Regions from separate parts of the Mus musculus genome. Here region 1 is linked to region 2. Evidence: chromatin contacts called from public HiChIP or PLAC-seq data. All regions are on one chromosome and are shown on one strand. Each heading gives the region's core, a stretch centred on a gene start, on an enhancer-like site or on the middle of the called end of the contact. The rest is flanking DNA. Distances are from core to core; before and after follow the strand shown. Region 1 holds the start of Psma6 (proteasome subunit alpha 6). Region 2 has its middle 28 kb from the start of Cfl2.

Region 1 (2,700 bases), core at 105-2,604, 560 kb before region 2:
TTCCAACCAAGATAGTATGACTCTCCTTGTCAAGACACTGAGATAAAAAACTTCAAAATAAAATTATCATGGACCAGATGTATGTCTCGCCCTTCTGACACTAAGTTTTCTATGGCAAGAGCTTAAAAGTCTGTCCTATAATCCTAGACCAAACCCTGCCGCGACTTCAACTTACCAAAATGTATTGTTACATGGAGTAACTGATGCTAAGTTCAGGTTTCCGTCCATTAAAGCTGTTCCTTTAGTAAAGACTAACACACCGTGCCTCAACTAGACTGAGAACCAGTTTTTAAACTATAGAAGCATTCTTACAGGTGGGGGTTAAAATCGGGGTGCCAACTTCAAGAGGAGTTCATTGCTGTTCTTTTATTTCTCAGTTGTGAACTTTGCATATACTGAACTCTTCTCTTTTTATTCGTTTGGTTTCCTGTCACTTCCTTTAAGCAGTCAGCTTCAGTAGGGACGAGTGACATTGATCTCTTTTCTAGAACCAGCAGTGTCTGGTAGGGCTTTACACACTTGTATAGAGTTGACCACAAAGCAAGTCATCTATCTATACTGCAGAGGAGGGTTGAGGGTGTGTGGTGTGTGTGCATTTAAGTTGGATGGTTAAAGAACCAACCACTCTCAGCGAAGGGAAGACTCAGGCTCCAGGTAGACTGATGCTAAACAGTGCTTCTCAACATGTGGGTCGCGACCCCCAGTACCAAAACCTTCTCACAAGGTCGCCTAAGACCATCTGAAAAAACATTACCGTTCATTGAAGTAAAAAAACAAAAAAACAAAAAAAACATAGTTTTGAAGTAGCAACGAAAACAAATTTATGGCTGAGGGTCATCACAACGCGAGGAACTGGATTTAAGGGGCGCAGCATTAGGAAGATTGAGAATCGCTGAGCTACGGGGGACTCCGAAAGGCAGAAGGCGGGCATCACAGTGCAAAGCCCTACTGCTTTGTGTCTGGCCAGTAAGGCGCTCCTGAAGAGCACTACGCTTCGGTTTCAGCCTCCAAGCCCGCTTGCAGACCGGGCTGGGAAGACGAGAGCGGGCCCGACCTCGATCCTGCTGCTTTCCTGGCTCAGGCCCTTCTCCGAGCCCCCGAACCATCCTCGGGCCGCGTCCGCTCGCTCCAGGCCGAAGCATGACAGAGCAATTCGGAGGTCCCGCAGGAGGCCCTGAGTCACTCACCTACTTGGTAGAGTCGGCCCTCGGGAGAGAAGATAGTAATGTGACGGTCAAAACCGGCGCTGGAACCCCGGGACATGGCGTTCCTGCTATTTTAAACACAGTCTGCACCCCGTAGCACACACACCAGGGACCCAAGCCCCCTCCCGGAAGTTATGGCTACTGCTTCCGGAGCACCGGCGGAGCTGCTTCCGCTCTGGTGAGGGACTGGCGGTGTTTCCGGTGGGGACGGGACGTCCCAAAGCACTGCCCCTGAGTAGGCGGGCCCTCGCGCGCCCGGCCTGCGGTCCGCGGGCTTCCGGGTGGTGGCTCTGGGTCGCAGCCGGCCGTTAGTGCGTTCTGGAGATCAGAGTGGCCAAAAGAGGAAGTTTTCAAGGTGCCTGCAGTTGTCCTTTGCCTACTTGTGACCTCTGGAGACAGTATGGTCACCGCGTTCGCAGTCAGTTTGGGCGCCTGTACTTGCTCTCCTGTCTTCCCGGAGTCTGGCTTTGTTCTTCCTAACCTTCATTTTACCAGCCACTTCTCTTCCTACGTTTTGGGGGAGAAAGGAATGCAACAGCCACCCTTAAATGTAGGGCCTGAAAGAGGGTTAGTGGAAGAAGCCACTGGAAATAACAAAAGTTTTCTTCTAGTCTGGCAAGACTTTCCTTTGGACAGCGGCCCAGAGATGGGAACTTGAGAGGTTGAGCAGTCTTAGTTGATGATGAGCAAGATCGTTGCTGGTGGCTGGATACCGGAGAGTAATTCCAAGGCGGCGAAGCAACTCCTGGAAAACTGGTGGTTTTTCAAACTGTAAAATTCTGCACATTGTGCACCCTAGGGCACAGCCCCTATTTAGTGAATATAAAAATCGAAGCATATTATTAAGCTATTCCCCCCTCCCTAAATAAAAGTTTTGTTTACAGCAATATTTATAACAATTTACTGATGTAATACTGAAATATTCAGATCTGTGGCGTTCTCTCTAAAAGCACCCATTTTAAAGCAAAACATTTGAAGAGATTCTTCATAAGGAAGTTTTAATTTCTCGAGCTAATTTTTTTCTTCCTTTAGAAAAAAATATAAGCCAGGTGTGGTGGGACACATCTTTTATCCCAGCACTTGGAAGGCAGAGACATCTCTGGGTTCAAGGCTAGCCAGATCTACAGAATGAGTTTCAGGACACAGTAAGGCTACACAGGAAAAAGAAGGCTGTCTGGGGGTGGGGGTAGGGTGTACAACATCCAAGATTGAAACACGGGTTAAGAAAATAGCCCATGTAAGCAGCCGCTCTGGAACACCCGGTACTTTCCAGCTTCAATTCCCAAGTGTGCTGATAAGAGCTGCTGTCCCTTGGTTCTAGCTCAGGTCCTTACATCAGGATTAACTCCTGACCTTTGCGTACTTTTCTCAGTCTTCCCAGCCAAGTGTACTATAACACCTACAGTTTGCCTGAACAGTCACGGAGAAGTTCTCTGTAAGACTGCTAGGGGAAGCCCTCTGTTAGTACCTTAGAATCCAGATGTCTCATATCTAG
Region 2 (2,869 bases), core at 176-2,675:
GCGGAGCTGGAGTCAGATAAACTGGAGGATTGAGCAGAGGTCAGCTGAGGAGCCAAGCCCCGGCCCTCATCACGCCTGAGACAAGCCGCCTTTGAGGAAGACCTGAGCGGGCACTGGAGCTGGGAGCCAGGGGCAGGGATTCAAGAATCTTCATCAGGAAGAGAAGGGGCCCACGAAGAGACAAGCTGGGAGTAACGCCAATTCAGTCAGGGTGGTAGGGAACAAGTGGAAAGAATCTGTGTCCGTGTCAAAATGGAACCGCTAAGTTAGCCAACTCCGAAAGCAACACATGGCCACTCGCAGGAAGCTTGCGGTATAGAATACATTTCTGTACATATTAAAAACTAGGGAGCTGGAGTGATTAAAAATATGTACTACTCTTGCAGAGGACCAGAGTTCTGTCCTTATCACCCATAGCCAGCACCTATAACTCCATCTCCAGATGATCTGACTCCCATGGTCACCAAGACTCACATGTATACACCTCCCTATACACGTAATTCAAACTAATACTTCAAAAAAAAAAAAAAAAAAAAAAAAAAGACAGCCGGGCGTGGTGGTGCACACCTTTAATCTCAGCACTTGGGAGGCAGAGGCAGGCAGATTTTTTCTGAGTTCGAGGCCAGCCTGGTCTACAGAGTGAGTTTCAGGACAGTCAGGGCTATACAGGGAAACCCTGTCTCGAAAAAAAAAAAAAAAAAAAAAAAAAAGAAATTCCATGAGCACATTTGCTCAGCAGAGCAGATAAGAGTGCTTGCCTCCAACCCTCATGGCCTGAGTTTGACCCCTGGAACCCATATGATAAAAGGCAGGACTGACTGGCACAAGTTGTCTTCTGACTTCCACACATGTGCCATGACACATGCATACCCGCAAACATGAACACAAATAAACATAAGAAAACATGTTGCTGTTCAGTCAATGAACATGTTGCTGAACAAATGACCACAGCACATCCACTCAATTTATCAACTTTAATCAGGTTGGGAAGCATTGAATGAAATCAACTGTGGCGGTGCAGGTCGAGAGTTTAAAGTCATCCTTTGGTTACATCATGCGTTCGAGTTCAGCCTGGGCTACATGAGATCCTATCTCAAAACCAAACAAGCAACAGCAAAAGCCAGACCCTTCACTGTGTGGGGGCTGTAGTTCAAGCTTAGAGGCAGCATGAGCATAAGAAGTGTGTGAGCGTCACTGCCATGTTCTCTGCAGTGAGCTCTTCTCCTCAGAGAAGTGACTCATCATGGCGAGATTATCACTGCTAAGAAACCAACCCCCAGCACTGCATTTCGCCTCCAATTAATTATGAAAACAGTCTTGCTACAGTTACGGAAAAGGGAGACGTGTGCTTCCCCCGTAGGTTAAGGGGAGAGCTGTTCACTGGCAACGTTTCCTGTAAAGAAGAATTGACCGCTCCTGCTCCCCAAGGGCGGGGCTTTCCAGTGGGGGCGGGGCGGAGGCTTGAACAGCTGCACATTTCCAACATAGTATTCCCTACATGGTGTCAAGTGACTGGGAACAGGGTTTCAGCCACTCAGGATGACTTAGTCAGCCCCTTAGTCATCAGCTGCTTAGAGGCAACAATGAGAAGCTTGTGTTTGTGTTTCTGTGTGGGGTACAAGGGACAAAGAACAGCAAATACCCACACACTGCAGTGCTGATCCTAGCTTTCCTCTCAAAAGCATCCTTAATCGTATATATATCAAAGATAAAATCTTTTTAAACTTCAAATCTTATTTAATAATGAATTCTTTCAAAACAAATTATACAAGACAGAGTAGCTGACTGGGGGTGGGTTTTGCCACCATTGTCTTTTTTTTTTTAACATGCCATAGAATCTATTTTGACCATAATATCCCTCCCCTAACTTGTCCCCCCCATTCAGTTTTATGTTCTTTCTATTTATATATAGAAAGAACATAATATATATACATATATAATCATATATAATTTCTTAAATATATATAACAGTTTGAGTGTGCATATGTAGTTGAAAATAGAATATATACTGCAGTGTAGCTGTACATTATTTCCAAATAGTTGTCTAGAAATTCCCTTTTCCCCTTCCTTACTAAAAAGGTTACACATGAATAATAACCAGAAAATATTTCTAACTTACAGAAGTGTACACAGCCAATCTTCCATCACTACCCTTGTTCAGTCTCCCTCTCCTAGCCCCCTGCCCCTATAGAAGATGCAAATCCAACATTACCATCTCACTGGCTTTTGCACAAAAGGCAGATTCCAAGAGGAAAAGTCAGGAGTCACTAAGCATGAATCCCACTGTGGACACACCCCTGGGGAGCGCTAAGGAAAATCGTGGCCAAGTGTCTGAATATAGATCAGGCCAGTTCCAGGGAGATGATACGAGAGCCAGTCATCTCTGGGATTGCTTCTCCCTGCCCGTGCCTCTAACTAGCTGCTCTCCCTCAGACAGCTCTAGTCTCCCAGCCGTGAGTAGACACCATCACAGAGCTGTGAAATGAGACCAGGTGTGCAGAACACCAGCAAGTCACACCGGGAGGAACCCAGTGGTTAGTAGCTTCCCGTCCTCCTCCATGTGGACTTGGGTACATCAGAAGCACATACTGACTTATTTTTAACGAAGTTCTATTTCTGGATGTTTGCAGGGAAAGTGATAATCCCATGCACACCCTGTTATAGAAGGTAAAGGGGTGTGCCTGTGCCCCCACCGTGCTGCTCAGGCTATGACAGTGGAACACAAGTAGTAGTGTAGAGTTAACTAGAGGAACGGAGAAACCAACAGATGTATGCAGGAGTTCAGTTCAGAAGAGTATTTAGGATTTAGAAACCCTGTTAACGCCAGGCGTGGTGGCGCATGCCTTTAATCCCAGCACTCAGGAGGCAG

Evidence for each region. HiChIP or PLAC-seq counts read pairs in DNA pulled down with a chosen protein or histone mark.
Region 1: an H3K4me3 HiChIP or PLAC-seq map of stem cell-derived neural progenitor cells shows a contact between it and region 2, with 19 read pairs. The contact joins the promoter of Psma6 here to the enhancer-like site in region 2. A contact is called at or near these places in 3 of 39 promoter capture datasets (the C10 cell line, the HPC-7 cell line and cranial neural crest) and 5 of 115 datasets of contacts at active chromatin or transcription factors (embryonic stem cells, epiblast stem cells, extraembryonic endoderm stem cells and 2 more).

The regions. Positions count from the first base shown.
Region 1 is chr12:55,397,479-55,400,178 of GRCm38.p6, reverse strand. Psma6 (proteasome subunit alpha 6) reads right to left here and starts at 1,354. Exons shown (of 7, transcript NM_011968.3): 1 at 1,188-1,354. The coding sequence starts at 1,263.
Region 2 is chr12:54,833,682-54,836,550 of GRCm38.p6, reverse strand. No RefSeq gene overlaps it. Among named protein-coding and RNA genes, the nearest start is that of Cfl2, 28 kb to the left of the region's middle. Within about 2 kb of position 1,425, at least 263 of the 459 cell types and tissues checked have an H3K27ac peak or open chromatin away from gene starts, as enhancers often do. A contact at or near this core is called in the HPC-7 cell line, pancreatic cancer cells and stem cell-derived neural progenitor cells, where this site is marked.